Regions from separate parts of the Sus scrofa genome. Here regions 2 and 3 are each linked to region 1. Evidence: chromatin contacts called from public HiChIP or PLAC-seq data. All regions are on one chromosome and are shown on one strand. The core of a region is the stretch at or near the end of the contact, and the rest is flanking DNA. Distances in the headings are between cores, read along the strand shown. Region 1 overlaps LOC102164427 (a long non-coding RNA gene). Region 2 has its middle 29 kb from the start of FAM71A. Region 3 overlaps ATF3 (cyclic AMP-dependent transcription factor ATF-3).

The links. HiChIP or PLAC-seq counts read pairs in DNA pulled down with a chosen protein or histone mark.
Region 2: a contact with region 1 is called in an H3K27ac HiChIP or PLAC-seq map of alveolar macrophages. The contact joins two enhancer-like sites. A contact is called at or near these places in 2 of 47 Hi-C or Micro-C datasets (embryonic fibroblasts and liver) and 1 of 2 datasets of contacts at active chromatin or transcription factors (alveolar macrophages).
Region 3: an H3K27ac HiChIP or PLAC-seq map of alveolar macrophages shows a contact between it and region 1. The contact joins two enhancer-like sites. A contact is called at or near these places in 1 of 5 promoter capture datasets (liver), 13 of 47 Hi-C or Micro-C datasets (alveolar macrophages, embryonic fibroblasts, epiblast stem cells and 5 more) and 2 of 2 datasets of contacts at active chromatin or transcription factors (alveolar macrophages and skeletal muscle).

Annotation. Positions count from the first base shown.
Region 1 is chr9:130,918,236-130,922,143 of Sscrofa11.1, forward strand. LOC102164427 (a long non-coding RNA gene) reads left to right here. Exons shown (of 3, transcript XR_002336041.1): 3 at 1-1,317. Among named protein-coding and RNA genes, the nearest start is that of NENF, 39 kb to the right of the region's middle. Within about 2 kb of position 1,861, at least 5 of the 83 cell types and tissues checked have an H3K27ac peak or open chromatin away from gene starts, as enhancers often do. A contact at or near this core is called in alveolar macrophages and liver, where this site is marked.
Region 2 is chr9:130,736,928-130,740,835 of Sscrofa11.1, forward strand. No RefSeq gene overlaps it. Among named protein-coding and RNA genes, the nearest start is that of FAM71A, 29 kb to the right of the region's middle. Within about 2 kb of position 1,959, at least 43 of the 83 cell types and tissues checked have an H3K27ac peak or open chromatin away from gene starts, as enhancers often do. A contact at or near this core is called in alveolar macrophages and liver, where this site is marked.
Region 3 is chr9:130,780,893-130,784,800 of Sscrofa11.1, forward strand. All of the region lies in intron 1 of ATF3 (cyclic AMP-dependent transcription factor ATF-3), which reads right to left. Among named protein-coding and RNA genes, the nearest start is that of FAM71A, 15 kb to the left of the region's middle. Within about 2 kb of position 2,014, at least 1 of the 83 cell types and tissues checked has an H3K27ac peak or open chromatin away from gene starts, as enhancers often do. A contact at or near this core is called in alveolar macrophages, where this site is marked.

The sequences.
Region 1 (3,908 bases), core at 611-3,110:
GCGAGAGGAACCAAGGGGCTGTGGCCGGGACTCCCACACGGGGCAGTTGCCTCAGCTCCTCAAGGACAAAGGGCAGAGTTCTATTTCCAGCTCCCCGTGGGAGCGGGAGACGGCCTCCTCGCTTTCCACACACTTGCGGTCGGCTCACTAATCCTGGGCTACGTGTGGTTGTTCTGGACTCACACAAAAGCGTCTCTGAGCCTCTTTGCCACGGCCCCCACCACTGCCGAGCCCATTGCGGCGGGTCACATGCTGGCGACTCCACGCTGTCCTGGCCACGTGAGACCAGGCTCCAAGGCCGAGCCTCCTGAGCCCCAGAGCATCGGCCACGAGCCCTCTCAGCACCCACCTTCAGGGGCTCCATTCCCAGCAGACGCTTCTAGAAGGGAAATCACTTCCTCTGATGACTCAAACAAACAAACAAACATGCTCCTGATAACAGAGCCCCCTCTTTTTGCCCCCGCTGCCTCCTCAGGCAGTGGAAACAACTCTGCCTCCGCAGACCTGGGGCCTCGGGCTCTCGCATCCACCCGGAGGCGGAGGTGTTTACCTGGTAACAGGGTGGACGGCATGTTGCCCTTTGAACGCTCCTCCTGCAGAGTTCCCTCGTGTCTCTCTGCCACATTCCTGGTACTGGTCAGGGCCGGGCCAGAGTCTCACGGACACAGGGAAAGGTGGTTCCTGCCCGTACCCGTGGAACCTTGGCCCAGATCTGGGTGTTAGATCCCCAAAACGCCCCAAGGAAATGGCTCGCCCATGTCATCCCTCTTAAGTCAACTGAACAGGAAGCGGCTCCCTGACTGCTTCATCAGTCTTACCCAGGGCATCAATAAACCGTAAGTCAGAGGGAAAGAAAAGCGAAGCCCGAGAGAATCAGGTCTTCCCAGCGGTGTGCCCGCCGGCTTGGAACATGGCAGGTGGGAACCAGCGCCAGAGGCCGTGCCTGCTTGGCAGCCCTGCCTGGCTTCTCTTAATGCTTCCTGGCTCTGCCTTGATCCACGTGGGCCTCACTCCCTTCTCAGCGCCTTGCACTTCCCGCCACACTTGGGCAGGGGCGACCATCTCTCGACAACTTGAGAGGCAGCAGCTCTGTCTTGTTCATCTCGTGCTGGCCCAGATTTCCGTGCCCGTGCCTGGGCTGTCAGCACGCACCATGACATCTGTCTAGGGCTGGAGGAATGCATTTAACATTCGTTACAGCTAAATTTTTCAACGTGGAAAAAAACAATGAGGAGCTAGCCATGGCTTTCCAAACTTTGATGTTTGGGGAGTGAAAACCCTGACTCCAAAAAAAAAAAAAAAAATCGAACATAAGCCCCAAACTAAATAAAAGCAAAGCAGGAGGACACCCAAGTTTGCCAGGTTTAGCAAATAAAAATGCCAGATATACAGTGAAGATGGAATTTCGGAACAATAAATACTTTCAAAAGGATAAGTATATCCCAAATACTGCATGGGCCATACTTACCCTAAAAAAAACTCACTGGCTGTTTGATGTTTAAATTTAACTGGGTGTCCTGATGGTAACACGTGGGACCCTGCACACGTGGGACCCCAAGGACACCCTGGGGCTCTACAGTCTGGTTTGTGAACCACTGTTTTAGGACACTTTGTGACGCGTCCACGCCGCTGTCCTTGTCCCATCTCTGGAGCTGCTCTCCCTCTGAGCAGGCGCGAGGCCTCCTTCTGAGCACCTCTGCCTGGAGCCCAGGTGTCTGTGTGGGCCCCAGGCTGTGAGGAAAGGCGGCTGCTAAAAATGGGCTCAGGTTCCCAAAGCGTCAGTGTGTTAAGTGTCAAAATAACTCGATAGGCAGCCAACCCTTATGACAAAGCTTTGCCAGCTTGCGCAACCATTTCAAGTCAAACATAGATTTCTTCACACCTTGTTTTCACCAGAATCTTTTCCTGAGAGACTTTCCCTGAGAGACTGTTCCATGAAGGCACATGACGGAACCATGGCGGTTCTGCTTCCCTCTTCTTGCTCCCAGCCCACTCCTTCTGGGGTGAACACAGGGCCACCACATCCAAACCAGTCGTCCTGGTTCTGCAGGGTGGATCCTGGTGGCCTCTGTGGGACCAAGCGGAGATCATAGGGGAATGCCGCCCCGCTCTCTCTTGAGCGCCCCCAGAATAAGCAGTGAAGGGGCCCCTTGGAGCATCACGTGAACTCCTGAATGCCCTCTAGGAGAAGCTGGCTCTGGAGAGGGAGCACCGGGGTGGGCCCTTCCCAGGGGGCTGGTCCAGCATGTGGTCCTGGGGGGATGGTCAAACAACGCCCTAGGCCCACTGTCACCCAGGCTCGGCCCAGGGGATGCTCCGCCTTGGGGCTTTGACTCTTGGGGCTTTGACCCTTGGGGGAGAGGAGGGCAGTTAGAGCTGGTGCTAAAGGATGTCACTGGATGTCCCTCTGCAGCTCTCAGGTTCCATGCTTCCCAAACCAGCAGTGCTTTTGGGAAAATAGGGACACAGGAGTTCCCATCGTGGCTCAGTGGTTAACGAACCCGACTAGTAACCATGAGGTTGCGGGTTCGATCCCTGGCCTCGCTCAGTGGGTTAAGGATCTGGCGTTGCTGTGGCTGTGGTGCAGGCTGGCAGCTGTAGCTCCAATCGACCCCTAGCCTGGGAACCTCCATATGCCACAGGTGTGGCCCTAAAAAAAATACAGGAAAAAAGAAAAATAGGGACACAGGCACCACTTCTTCCAGATAAAAGCCACACAGGATCATGGTCCCACCACGGTGTGTGCAATGGCCAGAGAAATGTGGGCAGAAGGGGTGAGTGTCACTTCTGGGTGGAAATGGCCTTAAAATCCAGTTCATCTTTCACCACGTTTCCTCCCACTGTCACAGAAGCCAGCAGCTCTCCAGATGGTGGCCACTCCATCTGGGTCCTGGAATAAGGACAACTCAGGGGAGAGTCCAAAGCCAAGTCTAGGTGACCACTGGAGTCAACTAGGAAGAAACATCTGTGGCGCCAAGCCCCTGAGAGGCAGGGGCTGTTTGTTATTGCAGCATAACCTCTTCCCTCGGGCTGATACCCAGGCCTTGTTCCACACCTCCCGAATCTCAGTCTCCATGGGAGCCTGAGCGGAGGCATTCTTCCAAGTGTCACTCACACACTTGTGACTTTGGGGATCAGCCAGGTTTGGGGAGCCCCACTTTGCTCCACACTGATTCTGGGGGGTGGCCCTGAACTGTAGGGTTGAATGGTGGCCTCCCCCAAAATGGACCCACATCCCAACCCCTGGGACCTGTGAATGTTACGTTACTTCAGAGAAGCATCTTTGTAGGTATAATTAAGAATCTTAAAAAGAAGAGAGCACCCTGATTATCCAGTAGGTACCATGACAAGTGTCCTTATGTAGAGCAGGCAGAGGGGGATTTGAAACAAAGGGAACAGAGGATCCAGAGGCAGAGACCGGAGTAAGGCAGCCACAGGCCGAGGAACACCGACCACAGACAGAAGCTCGAGGAGGCAAAGAATGCATCCTCGCCTAGAACCTCAGTGGAGAGTCTGGCCCTGCTGACACCTGGATTTGGGGCTGCTGGCTTCCAGAACTGTGAGAGAATACATTTCTGTTGCTTTAGGCCACCGTGTCTGTGGTACTTTGTTACAGCTGCCAGTGGACAGTGTCCACTCACCCCAGGGGTGCTCCCAGTCTCACAAGGCAAATCAGGGCTGTACCAGAGAGGGCTGGGCAGCAGGGATTAGAGGCAAGGCAGCCAGAGCTGGGCTTCCTGCTTGGGAAACAGGCTCGTTGGAGGGGAAGTTGGAGCCGCTTAGTGGAGAAGGGAGAGAAGGATGCTTTGGAAAAGGGACTGGTAGCTGTGGACACCAGGATGGGGGCCTGGCGGGTACTCCAGTCACAAAAGAGTCACAGGATCGGCGCTGGGGATGATCGAGTGGAA
Region 2 (3,908 bases), core at 709-3,208, 180 kb before region 1:
ACCCCACAGCAGAGAAGGGGAGCACTCAGCAATTGCACCTGCCGCCCTAGGTAAGAACTCAACTCCGGGAGAAGATGAGATGGATGCAGAATTGTAGCTGGAGGCTGTGGTTTGTTATGACCAACATGACCCACTCTAATTACCAGGCACAAAGTGAGGGCCTGCGCTGTGCACAGAGGTAGATAAGACAGCCCTCTGGCCAAGGGACATCCTATAAGAAAAATCAGCCAAAAGCACAAGGCTGTCTGCCCTGAATGCCAAAGGCCTGCTGGGCACAGTGTGTCAGAGGAAAAGAGAGTAAGAATAACATGTATTGAGCACTTCCTATGTGTCCAAGCACTATTCCTAATGATATGTACATAGGTAATTCTCCCAATAACCTATGAGGTGGGTACTAGTATTAGTCCCATTTTATGGATGAGAAGAATGAGTCTCAAGGAGATTAAAAAACTTGTTTGGCGTCACCTGATTTTTAACAGCAGATCCAGGACTTGCACTCAAAATTGCGCCTCACCAAGCATGTTTTTCTTAAAAGATGGGAAAGGACTTTGGGAATGAGAGGTGACAGAAGGCACTTATTTTTGATATCAAGAGGGAAATTCAATGGATGAGTTTTAAAGTAGAAGCACACCTTATAGTGAGGAGATGATTTTTGGGGTTTAGTTTTGCAGTAGTTAAAATCTTCAGGAGTTCCCTTCGTGGCGCAGTGGTTAATGAATCCGACTAGGAACCGTGAAGTTGCAGGTTCGATCCCTGGCCTCCCTCAGTGGGTTGAGAATCCGGCGTTGCCATGGGCGTTGCCGTGGTCTGTGGTGTAGGTCGCAGACACGGCTCGGATCCTGCATTGCTGTGGCTCTGGCGAAGGCCGGCGGCTACAGCTCCGATTAGACCCCTAGCCTGGGAACCTCCATGTGCCGCAGGTGCAGCCCTAAAAAACACAAAAACAAAAAACCCTTCAAATTGTGAGCATGCTTAAATTATAATTTAAGCTATATTCAATATCTTATAATGACCATATTCAATATCTTATAATGACCTATAATGGAAAATACTCTGAAAAAAGATATATATAGAAGTCAATCACTCAGTGCACCTGAAACCAACACGATGTTATAAAATATTGTTAAATCCACTATATTTCAATTTTTGAAAATTATAATATATGAGAGCAGTGGGCTGGGACAGGCTGGCTGGGCCGGGGAGGAGCTGAGGGGGAAAGAGGAAGGGAGGGCCAGGAAGGGAGAAACAGTTTTCCTGGGTGCTGCCTGAGAGTCACTGCGGAGTCCCAGGCCAGCCGCGGGGTCCTGCGCTCCCTGTAGAGGCCTCGGTTCCCCAGGCGGGAAGGAGGACGGAGGGGAGAGGGATCCCGGTGCCGTGGAAGTGGAAGAGCATTCTCAACGACCTCTTTCTGCGCCCTCGGGGTCGAGTCCTTTGCGAGGGCAGCTCTGTTCTGATGGGTCCCATCCCCCCAAGGTCCTGCGTCCTGGTCTTCGGTCCTCGGAGACGGTGTCAGGCAGGACCCCAGTCTCCTGAACCGCAGCGCCATCGTGTGGCCGCTGCCAGGTCCCTCTGGGGCACCTCTGGCTCAGGTGTCTCTCGCTCTTGCCACCCGCGCGCTGGTGGGTTCCAGCCGGCTGTCTTCCTGGGCAGGGAGCTGGGAGGGACAGTGGGCCTGGGTGCAGAGAAGCCAGGCCCAGATGTGCCTGACTCGGAGAAGTAGCTTCTAGAGGGAAGTATATTCGAGGGAAAGATCCTTCCAGCTGGGCGAGCCAGAGCCCTGCCCCTTGCCTTGTGAGCTTTTGTCCCGGAGCCTCTCTGAGCCTCAGTTTTTTCTCCTCTGTAAAAGCGCCATAATGACGCTGGGTGGAGGCTAAATTGCAAAACCTCTAAAACAATGCCTTCAAGCAGTAGGAGCTCAATGCGTCATTGACGGTGTCGTCATCCTCCGTCACCACAACAGGTCTATTCAGCCAGGCTTGGGAAATACTCCATCTTTACCAGTCACTCCTGCCTCCCACGTGGGAAGCCCTCTGGGAACAAAAACACCCACTTCTGGGAGGTGTTTTGACAGTGGCGGGAAGGGCAATGGTGCAGGGGGTCCCGCAGACCCAGAGTTCCTTGCCAGGTGGGGATCTGGGCTGAGTCACTAACGTCTCTGAACTGGTTTCTCCTCTGTAAATCAGAGCTCTTAACCCCTGCTTCCTTAGGCTTTTGTGGAATTAAGTGAGGCGCTCAGGTAAAACACTGCACACACTGGATTTAGCATGCATTCATGTCGCCAGAGGACTTATTAAAATACTAGTCACTGGGCCATGCCGGGAGTTTCTGAATCAGTCCGTCTGGGGCGAGGCTCAAGAATTTGCCTTTCTAATTTGCATTTCAGGAGATGTTGCTACAGTCTGTCGGGAGTGGAGGGGGGCGAGCTTTGAGAAGGACTAATCTAGCATATACTAGGCCTTCAGTTAGTGTTCGCTGTGATTAATCCACCACCCAAGCACAAGTCAGATGGGAGAAGGAGGAGATGGGGGGAAATTGAACCCAAATCTAACCAGGCAAAAGCTGCAAACCCAACATCCAGCCATCAGTAGGAATAGTTCCTTTCCACAAATGTTAATTGAATGTCTTCTCTCCATTTCTTCCATAGGCTCTATTGGGCAGTGCTTTGCTCACACACATCACCGCATTCCATTAGCATTATAGTCTTTTTTTATTTCTTATCTTTTAGGGCCACATCCATGGCATATGGAGGTTCCCAGGCTAGGGGTTGAACCAGAGCTGCAGCCGCTCGCTGGCCTACGCCACAGCACACCAGATCTGAGCTATGTATGCGACTCATAGCACAGCTCATGGCGACGCCAGATCCTTAACCCACTGAGCGTGGCCAGGGATCGAAACTGCATCCTCACGGATACTTGTTGGATTCATTTCCACAGAGGCACGACGGGAACTCCCATCATGGTCTTCTGAAGCGGGCAATGATCAGGAGAAAGGGACTCTCAGAGAGGCTGAATGATTGCGAGGGACACAGAATGCTGGAAGGCTGAGCTCAGGCAGCTGGAATCAGCTGACTGTGATTGGGGCCTGAAAATGCTGCCTCTCAGACACCTGAGCATGCTTGCTGAGGCAGGGTGGGCTCCGTGAACCTGCCTCAGGCCCTGCCCCCTGACAGCCTCCGTCCTGTCTAAATTCCCACCACGAGTCCACTTTCTTTACCAGCTCTGCCTGCTTTGGGGCCAAGTGTGAGTCATCTCCCCCTTGCCAGGCTCACTGACTCTGCCTCTCTTCTCAGCCACAGGACCCTTGGTCCTTCCAGAGTGTGTCCTGGGTCTTGAACTCTGGCTGTTTGCTCTGGGCCCCAGTGCTCCCATCAAAAGGAGGAGGTCCTCGGGGTTTGGGGTAGAATCAGGAGGCCCACCCAGGTCGTCTCAGAAGAAGTCTCCCTCTTGCCCATCCTGGGCATCTGAGAGGCAGAGACCCAGCCATAGCAACAGCTCAGGAGGGAGCCCCTTGGAGGCCCAGCAGGAGCTGCAGCCCTCCGCGACTCAGCCCGGTGGGGAGAGAGGAGGGGCTTTAACTGCAGGGACACCGCCAAGGTTGCCTGCTCCAGGCCCCATATCCGTTGGAGTTTTTCTGGTTGGTGGGAGGAACATGGCCTTGAGAGCAAAAGGCCACGATTCGAACCAACCCTGGGTCCCTGCTACCAAAATAGCCGTGTGGTCTTTAAGGAAGTTGCAACGTCTTTGCCTGCATTTATTTCCTCATCTGCAAAGGGCTGTGTGACCTGAACACATCTGTGTGCTTAAGCTGCTGGCACCTAAAGAGCGGTGAATGGCCCCGTTTTCCTTCCTTTGACATTTATCCGCAGCCTACGGTGAGCCTGTCCCTGGAGGTACGAGGCCTAGAGCCAA
Region 3 (3,908 bases), core at 764-3,263, 140 kb before region 1:
ATTATGTGTAAGTGGGTTTTTTATGCACAAAATTCCCAGACTGGGGTCAGAACGTCAAGATTTGAGGGCCACTCTCTCAAGGGTCATCCTTATACCTCCCAGAGCCTTCTTTCTCTTCTGTAAAAGAAGGCCAATTAACAATCACCCTCTTTGCCCATAGAGTTGTACAAAGTGTTGAAGAAATAATACCTGCATGTACCCTGGAAAACCGAAAGCAACTAGGGAATATCTTATTACTGGGCCTCCCAGGCATCTCCCCAGCCCAGGGCTGGCTCTCTGAAGATGCTCTGTGGGGTCCAGGTGGGAGGGTGGCTGGTCACTCTTTGATCTCAAACACTTCTGAATAGAACACCCTAGCCTCTAAATCCCCCTTAAGATCCAAGATACACTGATGAGGGCAAGCATGCCAGGCCAACAAACGCCACTGCTGTTGACTATTCAGAAAAAAACCAGGAAATGTATGTAATTCTCTTCTCAAAGCTCTGTGTCATGAGTCAGAGCTGATGTTCTTCTATCAGTTTAATCCTATAATCTTAGGATGCCGGGAGGAGACTTTTCTGGCAGGTGATAAACTCTGAGAAGCCAGCTTTCCAAAGCCAGAGGCTTAAGATTCTCCCATGCATTCATGTTTTCCCTCCCTTTCCAACTTCATTAAAACACCCAGTAGTTCAGGGGTGGAATTCAGAGCTACCCCTGGGCTGGCCTTTGTCTGGAGCACTGCGTGGCTTCGTTTTACAAGGGCAGTTTGAATTCTGCCACAGTTGACCGCAATTCCATTTCACCTCCCAACTAAGTTTATTAATGTGCTCTCAGTGTTTGGGGGGTCTGCTGTTTGGGACGTCCCCCCTCCCCTTGTTAGTGTAAAGTCAGCAGTCCTGATGAAAGAAACTAAAGAATGTCAGCGGTATGGAATGCTTTTATGAAAAGCATCGAGTGGGCTTATTTGAAGATGGAAACAGGTTGTAAAAATGTTAAAAGCCTCTCAGAGAGTAAAGCAGTTGTATCTGAAGAGATCTGGGCTTTTCCTATACTTGGCTAAAGCTTAGTTACTTGAGATACTTTCTAGTTATTCCTTGACTCAGTCTCTTAAGGTGTGATTCAGCCTAGACTCAGGCTGTGTCCCTGCAGGAAAAATGAAGTTAAATCTTCAGACAGCTTTTCAGAAAGTTGGGACCCTCTCACATTCCCCTCATTGAAGAAAAAAAAAATGTTTGGGGATTTTTTGAGCTGACTTTCTACATTGGTCTTAAAATCGTCCAGCCCTACTACAAAGAACCTGCATTTTGCTTCTGCTTCATTATCTCCATCAGAGATCGTGTCATATCATCCGTAGTTTCATCATTTTCAAGAAAGTGAAACTTTACTCATTTATTTCTTTAACTGGAAATTCAGCTCCCAGATTTTATTTCCCAGTAGCTGCTACTAGGTTGAATTTTCACTTTTAATTTTCATCTCTTTCCACTAAGCACTGCTCATAAAACATCTTATAGAAGGAAGCCAGTTCTTTCACCAACTTCCTATCTTGGTCTTTCTCCTAGCCCACTGAAGGCTGTAGGTGTAAGGCTGGGCATCAGGCCCAGAGATGATGCTTGCAAGCCTGTCACTCTCACTCCCCCAGCGACAGGCTTTCTGGACCTCAGTCCCCTCACCTGTCAAATGAGACCAGTACCACCTGTGCCTTCACAGGGCTGTCAAGAAGATCATATGAGATTTGTGAAGGGGATTTACATATTCTGGATGGCCATGATTGCTGTGATTCCACGTTCCTCATGTTGGGGGAGGGGACTCATATCGCTGCTGTTAATGCAACTTAGCCCCCATAAATCAGGAATTAACTGGAACTGTCAAGAAGTTCAGGTCACTCACAGATTCTTTTGTACTCTCATTGACCTCTGGGCTCTTGACACACCAGATCAATTCCACCCCACTATTTGCTGGCACCAGCTTGTCTCCACTGGTCTTAAGTACTTGAGAAACAACCAGTTCTCACGCATGAAACCATTTCTGGTTTCTGTGGTGTCCTGGTTGTATACTTCCTCCTCCCCAGGCTGGGTAACTCTTGGAACCACTGACCCTGTTCCATGCCCAGCTAGTATGAAAAAGGAAGAAATCATGAGCTCCGTACAGTGGGATAGAACAGCCAGTATCAGAGTCATCCAGGTCAGATCTTCATTTGGTAATGGAGTAAAACAGGGTCCATCTAGGAAGGTAAAGGGAGGTGCACAAGGCCAGAAAGCTGGTGAGTGGCCCAGCCCAGGCCAAGCTGTTGACCATCCCCCTGCTGCGCATTTTGCTCCATCACCAAAAGAGATTCAACACCACGAGGCTCAACCAGCAAGGCAAATGGAGAACAGAGCCATTGGCCAGGTAGATGAGAAGTTCGTAATCTTAGTAAGCTGTGCCCATCGCAGAGGAGGCTTTGATAGTGCTAAGACAGGGAGGGAGTATCGACGAAAGAGAACAATGGGGAGAAAAGACCCAGAAAGAGAAAGAGAAAGGTGTGGTTAAGACAGGAAGGGAGTTCCCCTCGTGGCTCAGCAGTTAATGAACCCGACTAGCATCCATGAGGACTAGGGTTCGATCCCTGGCCTCGATCAGTGGGTTAAAGATCCCGTGTTTCGGTGAGCTGTTGTGTAGGTCACAGACTGCAGGTCGGATCTCGAGTTGCTGTGGCTGTGGTGTAGGCAGGAGGCCACAGCTCTGATTCGACCCCTAGCCTGGGAACCTCCATATGCCGCAGGTGGGGCCCTACAAAGACAAAAGACCAGGAAAAAAAAAAAAAAAGGGAAGGATCTGGAGGCTCCAGTAGCTGCCACAGGTGCTGGGTGTAGTATCTTATTAACACTGTGTCTGGAGTGCTGCCTGCAGTGCACCATTCAGACAACTTCCAAACCATTCATACAACACCTCCACCCCAGCCCGCATCCAGGATATCCCCAAAGCAATAGCTTCTGTATTAGCATTACTCCACAACAAATGCTAAATGCAAAACAAGGAGACAGTCATACCAATTGCTCCTTCATTTAAAAAGACAGAGGCCCCAAACAGATGTGACCATCACCCACAGTGAAATGGATGCATTGAGAGCGCACCCCGATATTCTAGTGCCAGATTTGATTTTTCTGGCTCCATTAAGAGTTGAGCAACTCCTTTATTTGTAAGGAAGCATATGTGATTTGGTAATGAAATGAGGGAAAAGAAAATGGTTAGGAGGAAAGGAAGTAAGTCGAGATCAAATAGAGAAGGAGAACCATTCCAGCAGAAAGGACGTTGGGAAGGGAAGAGATCCTCTCCCCATAAAGTTCCTTTCCCCACTGCCTCGGAGGCTGGCCAGGGACATCCAAGCCCCCTCATTCAAGTCAAATCCCCTCAGCGGTCCCTTTTCCCTTAAACCACTCTAAAATCTGAAACTCTTGGTCTAGAAGGGACTGTAAAAGTTATCCGATCCAGCCACCGCCTCGTGCTGGCAAACAGGCAGAGGGGGCTAGGAGTGTCTATATGCCCGCATTTCCCAGCTGGGGATACCGAGGCTGCACATCTAGTGCAGTATAAGCTCTCAGTGTCCCGGCCGCTAGACCAAGAGCCATTCTCTCAGTTATCTGACCTGACTTCACACTCTCGCTTCCCCCTTACGGTAGGTCGGTACCCCTGGATGAAAAGCAGAGAAATCCGCAAACCGCCAGAGGAAGAGTCGGAGCTTGGGTCAACGGGTAAGAGAGAAAAGCGCGTGAGAAACGCGGGACGGGACGTTTCAGGCCCAGGAGCTCGGCACAGGTGCCGGGAGCCCTCTCCGCCTTCCGCCCCGGGGCAGCGAAAGGAGCGCGCGCCTCCTTCAAACTTAGCCCAACCAACTTTTAGCTCCCCGCCACCGGCGCGGCTTCCACCGCCCCGCGCTCTCGGGTGTGTAA